Regions from separate parts of the Sus scrofa genome. Here region 2 is linked to region 1. A link is a contact called in public Hi-C data. All regions are on one chromosome and are shown on one strand. Each heading gives the region's core, a stretch centred on a gene start, on an enhancer-like site or on the middle of the called end of the contact. The rest is flanking DNA. Distances are from core to core; before and after follow the strand shown. Region 1 holds the start of CDS2 (CDP-diacylglycerol synthase 2). Region 2 holds the start of C17H20orf196.

Region 1 (5,223 bases), core at 1,116-3,615:
TAGTCAGTGAGAGGCCAACTGCCTTGTTCTGGGCTAATGGACTACATCAGGCTTTTAACAGAATGCAGTAGCTACTGTGTTTAGGGAACAACAAGCACTTAGTGCACCTCAGAGCCCCAGGCATTCTGTCATCACATAAACAGTGTAAGCACAGTTGTAAATAAATAAATAAATAATAAGGTACCTTTAGTTGGATAGCTCCTCTTACCCTCCCTACCTAAAACAAGGAACAGGGAAGTATTTAAGGATGAATTGGCAGTTTTGTCTTCGGGAGATGGATCCAAGTAGTTGGGTGGGGAGGGTAGAAAATTTATGTTTCACCTCATAACCTCATGAGTTTTGGGTGTGTAGGTTTGCTTGTTTTTACCATGAAGTATGTCTAATTTTTACAAATAGCTTTTCAAAAATATGGCCCACTAGTTAACCATGCTTTCTTTTTTCTCCCTCTTCTCATACCTTCTAAAAACCATGAAGTCTCAGTCAACATCAAGTCTGATCTCTCTGAAAAGTTCTTGCTTTTTCACTTTTTAAAGTTTTATTGAAGTACAGTTGATTTACAATGTTGTGATAATTTCTGCTCTACAGCAAAGTGATTCAGTTATTCATGTAAGCTCTTAAACAGGGCTACACAGTCTCCAGAATATCTGGAAACCCCCCAACAGGCATATACAGGCTAGGGACAGAGCTCTTCCAGGCCAAACAAGGACATTTAATAGGAATATTAGAGACTTTCAAGTACATTGTCTCTGTAAGTGACTCCTTTTTTTTTTTTTTTTTTTTTGGTCTTTTTGCTATTTCTTGGGCCGCTCCCGCGGCATATGGAGGTTCCCAGGCTAGGGGTCGAATCGGAGCTGTAGCCACCGGCCTACGCCAGAGCCACAGCAACACAGGATCCGAGCCGCGTCTGCAACCTACACCACAGCTCACGGCAACGCCGGATCGTTAACCCACTGAGGAAGGGCAGGGACCGAACCCGCAACCTCATGGTTCCTAGTCGGATTCGTTAAGTGACTCCTAAACTTGCACCCAAGCCCTAAATTTTCTCCAAAACATATTCTAAAAATCATTATGGAGAGTTTTAAACAAAACTGTTTAAAATCCCTTTTCTTTCACCCAAAACAGTCCTTCCAGTGTAATTGCTCTCTTGACACCCCGACACTAAATCTTGTGCTTTTCTTCCTTCCTGCCATCTCCCTAGTGTTCCTTTCCTCCAGTTATCAAAAACAAAAAGCTCAGGAATGGTACTATACGCCGGGTGTAGGGCAACAAGGATGGGTGGGAACAGCTGTCCCAGCCAAATAATTCAGGTGGAAATGTGATGGCAGATCTTCCAATTATCCAAGACAAGGAATAAATTCGGATTGTTGGGAGAAACGCTCTGGTGTTTAATGCAACATAGGGACCAAAGAAAACATCTGTAGGTCACCAGTTGGCAACCTGTGAGTTAACCAGTCTCTCTCATTCTGGTCCACGCTCCCTCAGTCCACTCTACACATCACTGTCAGATCAATTTACCAAAAGCACTGCTCCTGATCACTGCTAACTCCAGGCTGGAAATACTACCACGAAGTTTATACTGTCATTCAACGTCCAAAGTAACAACCACTCACCTTTCTCAAGTCCCCTACCTTTTACTTCAATCAAAGGAGTCTAGCCCCTCATCCCTCACCCAGCTATGTCCCTGCCAAGATGGCCTCTTTTCTACCCTCCTCTTCTACCCCATCAACGCCCACATTTGAAGCAAGATACAAGCCTTCTATTGGGAAAATACACACGAGTTAAAGAAACGTCTCTGCTTAAAATCAAGAGATTTAACCTAAAGCTAACAGAAGGGATCCAAACTTCCGAACAAGCAAATCCCATGGCCTTGTCTTGATACACCCCCCCCCACATCCAAGAAACATTTTAATGGAGAGCAGAGGTCACGCTCAGAGGAGTCTTTGCGGGGTCTCCACGTCTTCACACCCAGGAAGGCCTTGGGGAGGTGGAGGGCTGGTGGGGTACCCTCACCAGCCCTGGGAGGCAGGTGGACGTGCGCAACCCCTCGCGCGCTCCTTCCCGCGCCCCAGAGATACTACCCCCAACCGGACTCCAGAGCCAGGTCCCCGGGACCCCGACCTGCTGAACCCTGGCGCGCGCACAGCGGGGCTCCGCAACCGAGGACCCTCCGCGCCGACCAGGCCAGGGGGCGCCGGCGGCCGCTCCAAAGAGTCAGATGGAGAGATGACCCCTCTGCGCGCTCCCCTCACGGACCTCCGGGGGACGCCGCTGCCCAGCCGCGCCCACCCGATGCCCAAGCTGCCGCTACCTTGTCCTCGGGCGGTGCGTCCGGGTCGTGGACCACCCTCTGCCTTAGTTCCGTCATGCTGGAGACACCGGTGCTAGGTCGCCGCGAGCGAGTACCGCAGCCGCTGGGGCCGGCAGCTCAGCGCTCCAGCCCCGCCTCGGCTGAGCAGCGCGCGGCTCCGCAGCGGCTCCCAGGCCCCACGGCAGCCCGGCCTGCAGTCCTGGAACTCGGCCCCGCCCGGTGCTGCAGCCGCCCTTTCACCCGGGCTGAGCGCAATCAGCCTCCTCAGCCCTGGCCCGCTAGCTCCTTCTCTCGGGAGGGCCCCGGAACCAGCGCGCAGGCGCACCGCCGCCATCATGGCCACAGAGATCCACCAATGGCGCGAACCCGTCAGAGAGGAGGGGCGCTGGGGGCGGGGCAAGCAGAGCGGGATGGAGGGGGCGTGCCCTGGATAGCAACATGACGGGGCGTGGAAAGGCGTGCGCGTCCGAGAGAGACTAGCCAATGGGAGCTCAAGAGCTGGTACCCTAGGTCCTAGAGGTAACAGATAGCTAGGGGCCGTGGGTGGCAGCTCCCAGGCTCCAGCCTGTCTTGTGCTTGCTCACCTCGGCTCCCTGTCCTCTGTAGCCGGGGCTCTTCCCTTGCACAGTTAAGTAGTTAGGACCTGAGGGGAAAAGCCTGGGAAATCCACCTGTGTTAGAGAAGGAGCTCAAGCCAAACTTTAACCTGCCTCGCCTTGCCAAATTATCTTCTACCACTTACTGAGCGTTAATTATATGCTGGGCATTATACTATGTGATCTTTTTAATTTATCCCATTTAATCTGCACAACACTTGGAAGTGGATATGATTTCCATTTTATAGATAAGACTTCACAATTATTCAGATTTCTTTTCTGTCATCTGTACTATTGAAAGACCTTTTTTGGACAGGAATACTGACTACTTTGTTCACATCCTGATCCCCTATGTACCTGACATACCTGTTCAATAGATTTAAAGTTTCTCCTAAAGGAAAATGATTTAGCCAAGGTCTCATGGCTAAAAAGTGTCCACTGAGAATCAGAACACAGATTTGTTTGCGCCTACTCTAACCACTGTACTGATTCCTGCCCTTCCTAAATTCATTGTTAATATCTGTTACTCAAGCATTGCCTTCAGCGGTTTCTGTTTACTGCCTTGTAAATGATATAAAACAACTTTAAAATGGGGTCTCTTCCCTTAAGCATATTGTTGTTGAAGAGAGAAATATGCACACACGGGAGCTGCAATTTTGTATTGACAATTTTGACGTGCGCCGTGGGGTTTGGGAAATTAGTGAGAATTCTGACAAGGGCATTGTATTTTCTTGTCTTCTATGAAAGTATATTCAGAAAGCACAGTTTAACTACCAGGGTTTATAACTCCCTACAGTTTGGCCCAAACCTTTTATCCATTGCACTCAGCCCTCACGAGCTAATGGAGCTCAGGCCAGGTACAATTCTGAAGTCACTACTGTAGTAAACAGGGATCAGGTGTTCAGACTTCTGGAAGTAAAAGCTTTAGAGCCTCTCCCTCAAATACAGACAGAAATTAAAAGTAAAATATCCCCCACACATGCCTCCAGCCAGAAAGAGGATTTTGTTCTTTTACATTATCTTACACCTCCTCCTCTACCCCTGATTTTTGTCTTCTATTCCTCATAATAGCTCTTCCCTCTAGGGTCATTTCTCCCAGGCTTGTGACATGTCTTGTATATGGTGCTTTCCTTGCATTCCTTCCACTATTTTTAAATTAGTGCAGGTAATAGACATAAGAATTTTAGTCCCTGGAGCGTGCAGGCTGACTGCAAGCTCAGCATGTGGGCAAATATTGCCGTAATTATTATCATTCTATAATAATAATTTAAAAACCTCCCACCTTCTTCTTTATTTGAAAACTGCATTGGTACAAGTGACCAGAAATTTCTTTGGTTCCCTGAATAGTGTTTTTCCTCTCTTAGAGGGGAAGAATTCTTGGAACAATACATTCTTTTTAAAATTTTCTTGATCTGCTTTTTCTCATCCTACATATTGCCTTTCTAGTGCTTAGTCTAAGTGTTCTCAGATAGCTAAAACTTCTAATTCAGTTTAATGAGATGACATGCAAAATGGAATTGAGAATGGGCTATGCAGAATTGTCTCATTTCTTAAAGTTTAAAAAATGTAGGAGTTCCCACAGTGATGCAGTGGTGTTAAGGATCCAGTGTTGTCTCTGCAACAGCGAGTTCTATCTCCAGCCTGATCTCGAGTTGCCACAGCTGCGTGGGTTACAGGTACTGCTCAGATTCAATCCCTAACACAAGAAATTTCACATGCTGCAGGTGTGACCAAAAAAGAAAAAATAAATTGCAAAACCTGCACTCCCACACACTTGTAGACCTGTTATACACACAGACCATCTAAACTAAAATTTCAGTCTTTTCTCTGGCAAACCACAGGGCTTACTTTTTCAAACTAATAATCTACATGGAGGCGCAGGTGGCTTTAAGAAAAAATATTCATCAATTGATCACACATGCCAAAACAGTGCTTTTCTGTCCTGACTATTTATTAGAATTCACTGGGAAGCTTCTAAAACTTCCAATGGAGGACCCATCCTAGACCAACTAAATAAGAACCTCTAAAGATGGCCATTAGAGGAAACAGGTTTTTTTGTTTTGGTTTAAGCTCCCCAGGATAGTCATGTGCAGCTAGGATTGAGACTCACTTTAATATATCTCCTTGCAAAGAAATTTTCCAAAAAATATATTAAAGAGTTTATAGCATTTATGTTTCCCAACACGCAGTAACATTTTCTTTTTTTTTTTTTTTTTTTTTGTCTTTTTGCTATTTCTTGGGCCGCTCCCGCGGCATATGGAGGTTCCCAGGCTAGGGGTCGAATTGGAGCTGTAGCCACTAGCCTACGCCACAGCCACAG
Region 2 (5,163 bases), core at 2,004-4,503, 460 kb before region 1:
CAAGCAATGTAATACACTACATTAGTAGAATAAGGGGCAAAAACCACAACAGACAGACACACAAATAATCATTTGACAAAGTCAGAAACCCATTCATGATCAAAACACTCAGCAAACTAGGAATGGAAGGGAACTTCCTCAATCTGATACAGGGCATTTTTAAAAAACCCATAGCTAGCATTGTACTTCATGGTGAAAGATTGAATTCTTTCAGTTCTTTTTTTGTTCCCAAGATCAGGAACAATTCAATATTATCCACTCTCATCGCTTTTATTCAGCATTTTACTGGAGGTTTCAACTGCACGAATAGACGAGAAATGAAATAAAAGCCTTCCAGATTGCAAAGAGATAAGTAAAACTATTTATATTAGCAGAAGACATGATGTTATATATAGGAAGTCCCAAAAAGTCCACTTAAAAAACTATTAGAAAAATTTAAAAAGTTGACAAGGTTGCAGGATATAATATCAACACAGAAAAATCATTTGCATTTATATATACTAGTAGTAATCTGATCATGAAATTAAGAATAACATTAATTTCATTTATAATAGTATCAAAAAGAATACTTAAGTATATACATTTAATAAAAAATGTGTAGGGCATGTACACTGAAAACTATCTAAAAATGTTTAAAGAAACTAAAGATCTAAATGAGTGGAAAGACACTCTATATTCACGGAATGGAAGACTTACTATCTCATTTATTTTTAAATTTTATTGAGGTAGAGTTGATTTATAATGTGTTAATTTCTTCTGTATAGCAAAGTAATTCAGTTTATATATATAACTGAATATATACACACACACACTTTTTATTATGGTTTATCACAAGATATTGAAGATAACTCCCTGTGCTATACAGTAGGACCTTGGCTTTTTATCCATCCTATATGCAATAGTTTGCATCTGCTAATTCCCAACTCCCAATCCTTTCTTGCCCCACCCCATCCCCTTGGCAACCACAAGTCTATTCTCTCTATCTGCGAATCTGTTTCTATTTCACAGACATATTCATTTGTGTGTTATTTTGGATTTCACATATAAGCGATATATGATATTTGTCTTTGACTTACTCTGGTTAATATGATGATCTCTATGTCCATCTATGTTGCTGCAAATGGCATATTACGTCGTTATTTTTCACAGCTGAGTAATAATTCATGGTATACATCACATCTTCCTAATCCATTCATGTGTTGATGGACATTTAGATTGTTTCCATGTCTTGACTATTTTAAATAGTGCTGCTGTTAACATAAGGGTGCATTTATCTTTTTGAATTATGGTTTGTCTGGATATATGCCCAGGAGTGGGACTGCTGGATCATATGGCTACTCTATTTTTAGTTTCTTAAGGAACCTCATACTGTTTTTCATAGTGGCTGCCACCATTTACATTCCCACCAACACTGTAGTAGAATTCCCTTTTCTCCACACCCTCTCCAGCATTTATTTGCAGACTTTCCAACCACGGCCATTCTGACCGGTGTGAGGTGGTACCTCACTGAAGTTGTGATTTGCATTTCTCTAACAATTACCAATGACAAACATCTTTTCATGTGCCTATTAGCTATCCGTAAGTCTTCTTTGGAGAAATATCTATTTAAGTCTTCTGTCCATTTTTTTTATTGGGTTGTTTTCTTTTTTGCTATTGACTTATATGAGCTGTTGATAAATTTTGGAAATTAAGCCCTTATCAGTCATATCATTTGCAAATATTTTCCCTCAGTCCATAGGTTGGAAGACTTACTATTTTAAATGGTAATATTGCCCAAATCGATGTACAGGCAAATGAAATTCTTGTCAAAATCTAAGTTGGCTTTTTTTTAAAATTGCAGATACTGACAAAACTGCTTAAAAAACTCGTATGGAAATGCAAGGGATCCACACAGACAAAACAATCTTAAAAAAGAAGAACAAAGTTGGAGTACTCATTCTTTCTAATTTCAAAACCAATCACAAGCTTCAGGAATCATGGCTGTGTAGAACTGTAATAAGGATAGACATATAGATTAATGGAATAAAACTGAGAGTCCAAAAGTAAAAGCTTACATTTATGGCCAATTTATTTTCCCCAAGGTGCTGAGATAATTTCACACGGTAAGAATGGTCTTTTCAATGCTGAGACAACTGGATATCCATATGCAAACAGGTAAAATGGCTCAAGTACTTTGGAAAACAGTTTAGCAATTCCTCAAATGGTCAGCGTTACAGCTGGATCTGGCAACTCCTCTCGTAGATATATGTACATGCTCAAGAGAAATAAAAACATGTGTCCACACAAACTTTATACAAATGTTCACAGCAGCCAAAAAGTGGAAACAATCCAAATGTCCATGAACTGATGAATGGCTGAATAAAATGTAGTATATGAAAACCAGGAATATTTTTCAGCAATAAAGGAACTAAGTTCCAATACATGCCACAAGAACTTTTTAAAACATTTTACTTAGTGAAAGAATTTAGTCAAGAAAGACCACTTATTGTAGGATTCCATTTACATCAAATACGCAAACTGACAAATCTATAGAGACAAAAAGTAGACTAATAATTGCCTAGGACTGGGGAGGTCCTCGTTGGGGGGGGGGGTGACTGCTAATGAGTACAGGGTTTTCATCACCTGGAGCTGATGGAAATATTCTAAAATTAGATTTTGGTTATGGAAACACAATTCTGAGGATATACGAAAACCCACTGAATTGACACCTACAGCAAGTGGAAGTTCCAGGCCAGGGATCAAACCCATACTGCAATAGGGACCTTCGACACAGGAGCAGAATGACAGATCCGTAACCCGCTGTGCCACAAGGAACTTCCAATTTTTATACTTTATGCAAATTGTATTATAATATGTGAATTATATCTCAATAAGTTTGTTTTTTAAAAAGAAGAACCAAAGCTCATCTAGACACGGCCCGCAAATTCTGGGACTTCCCCAAAGCTGTGGCTGAGACGCCCCATGTAATGGGAGGGGAGGAGTTTGGGAATGTGCCAAGGAAAGCAGCCATAACTTCCCAGTTTGGAAAGAACGGCTGAAGTCTCGTGGAGAGTCCTACCTTTCCCCCAATTCAAGGCACTCGAGCGTCTGCAACGAAAACTGACCTAGAAAAATCGCCAGGGCCCACTGACACTCACCACCCCGAAACAGCAGCGGCTTCCAACCGGAAGCGGAGGCCCCATGTTTATTACGGGAAAAGCGAGGTTGAAAGGAAGTCGCTGGAACCATCTTTGCTAAGGGCAGGAAAGACCAAGGGGAGGGAGTTGCGGCCATCTTGACTGAGGGCATGGGTATAGCCAATGATGCGTTCCACGTAGGGCTAGTTTCGGCAGTTTCTAGAGGTTTTATTGATGAGTGTGCTTGGTAGACGCTAAAGGGAACAAGAAAAATATTTTAAATTTTTGAAAACTTCAATATCTACACTTTGAAAAACATGAAAAGTAGAGAGATTTAAAAAGATAATGTTAATATTTCAATATGTTGCAGGCGGGTACTGCTGCACACCGCCAAAATGTCAGGACCACAGATAAGCGAATGAGGGTTACTATTTCCATCTCATCATATTCTTGAAAAAGCACTGTACACCTACAGCCTCCTATAGATGCCTACACTAGTATAGAACCCCATAAGTTAGGAATCTTATGCTCAGGATGAAGATTTTAAATAACACTAGCTGAAGTTCGGCGAACTACCTGCCAGATACTACAGTCTGGCTGATATAGTGACGTTTTGAAGTCAAATTTAAAGATACAATTAGAAGTAAAACGTTCCTTCACATTCAGACAAACCTAACACAGTAAATATAAATTCAGCTTTTGCTTCCAGCTTTGTGCTTTGATAATCAGTGTATAATTTTGATTTTCACTTTTTTCTATGTAATATATCTCATTAAAAACTCTTCCAGGGAGTTCCCTGGTGGCCTAAAGATTAAGAATCAGCCATTGTCACTGCTGTGGCTCAGGTTATTGCTGTGGCTCAGGTTCAATCCCTGGCCCAGGAATTTCTGCATGCCCCCCCAACAAAAAATAGAAATGATAAACTCAAATGTTATTGAATGAAATTAATTATCTGATTATACAACAATTTAGAATGACTTTAGGAGAGCCCGTCCTGGTGCAGTGGAAACAAATCTGACTAGGAACCATGAGGTTGCAGGTCTGATCCCTGAGGATCTGGCGTTGCCATGAGCTGTGGTGTAGGTCACAGACACGTGGCTCAGATCTGGCATTGCTGTGGTTCTGGCATAGGCTGGGGGCTACAGCTCTAATTAGACCCCTAGCCTGGGAACCTCCATATGCCACAGGTGTGGCCCTAAAAAAGACAAAAAGACAAAAAATAAAATAAAATAAAATAAAATGACTTTAAAATAACAAAAGAAAATTCCGATCATTCACTGCATTCTCAGTTTTCCTGTCTCTTTAGTCTTGCTTAGTCTCTGTTTCTCCATTTTTCTTTGTATTTCTTGGCACTGACATTTTGAAGAGTACAGTTCAGTAATGAGTAGAATGTCCCTCAATTTGAGTTTGTCTGAGGATACACCTGGTTCTCAACGGCACTGAACATTGCTGATCACTCCCTCCTTCTGTAAAGCCCTTGTCCCTGAGCTTCTCTGATACCGCTTTCTTCTAATTTTTCTCTTTCCTCTCAAAAATTCATCTACAAGCTCCTTTATAAGCTCTTCTTTCTCTTCAATGTGGGCCTCTGTCAGGGTTCTTCCGTCTTCTTTTCTTGTCCCTTCTACGCAGATGATTCCCAAACCTCTAAGCCTAGGCTCCTCCTGAGGTCCAAGTTAACACACCCTCCAGTGCATTTAACTCACCCTCTCCCTCCTCCCAATCACCCTGTCCTGTTACCTGAAAAATGGGTTCACCTCTTAGTGGGTGTCAAACCATAATACAAGCCAAAGATTGAAAGAAAGAAGGGTTTATTATTTGCAGCAAGTAAGGAGAACACCAGAATCTTTCCCAAAGCAGTGTCTCTTTGACCTGCAAAACTGGGGGATCTTTAAGCTAAGGTACGTGCTTATTCATGAAGGGACTTGAGCAGTGTATGCATATTCATGAAGGGGCTTGAGCAGAGGATTCCACGTAAAATTGGGGCAAAGGTCAACAGAGTCCAAACTTTAGTTGATTGAAGTTACAAGTGTCAGCAAAGATTAATACA

Evidence for each region. A called contact is a pair of places that touch in the nucleus more often than the background predicts.
Region 2: a contact with region 1 is called in a Hi-C map of liver, with 3 times the contacts expected there. The contact joins the promoter of C17H20orf196 here to the promoter of CDS2 in region 1. A contact is called at or near these places in 1 of 5 promoter capture datasets (liver), 3 of 47 Hi-C or Micro-C datasets (heart right ventricle, liver and subcutaneous adipose tissue) and 1 of 2 datasets of contacts at active chromatin or transcription factors (alveolar macrophages).

Annotation. Positions count from the first base shown.
Region 1 is chr17:14,148,952-14,154,174 of Sscrofa11.1, reverse strand. CDS2 (CDP-diacylglycerol synthase 2) reads right to left here and starts at 2,365. Exons shown (of 13, transcript NM_001166673.1): 1 at 2,309-2,365. The coding sequence starts at 2,365.
Region 2 is chr17:14,608,813-14,613,975 of Sscrofa11.1, reverse strand. It overlaps C17H20orf196, which reads right to left and starts at 3,253. Exons shown (of 3, transcript XM_021078198.1): 1 at 3,138-3,253. The coding sequence starts at 3,182.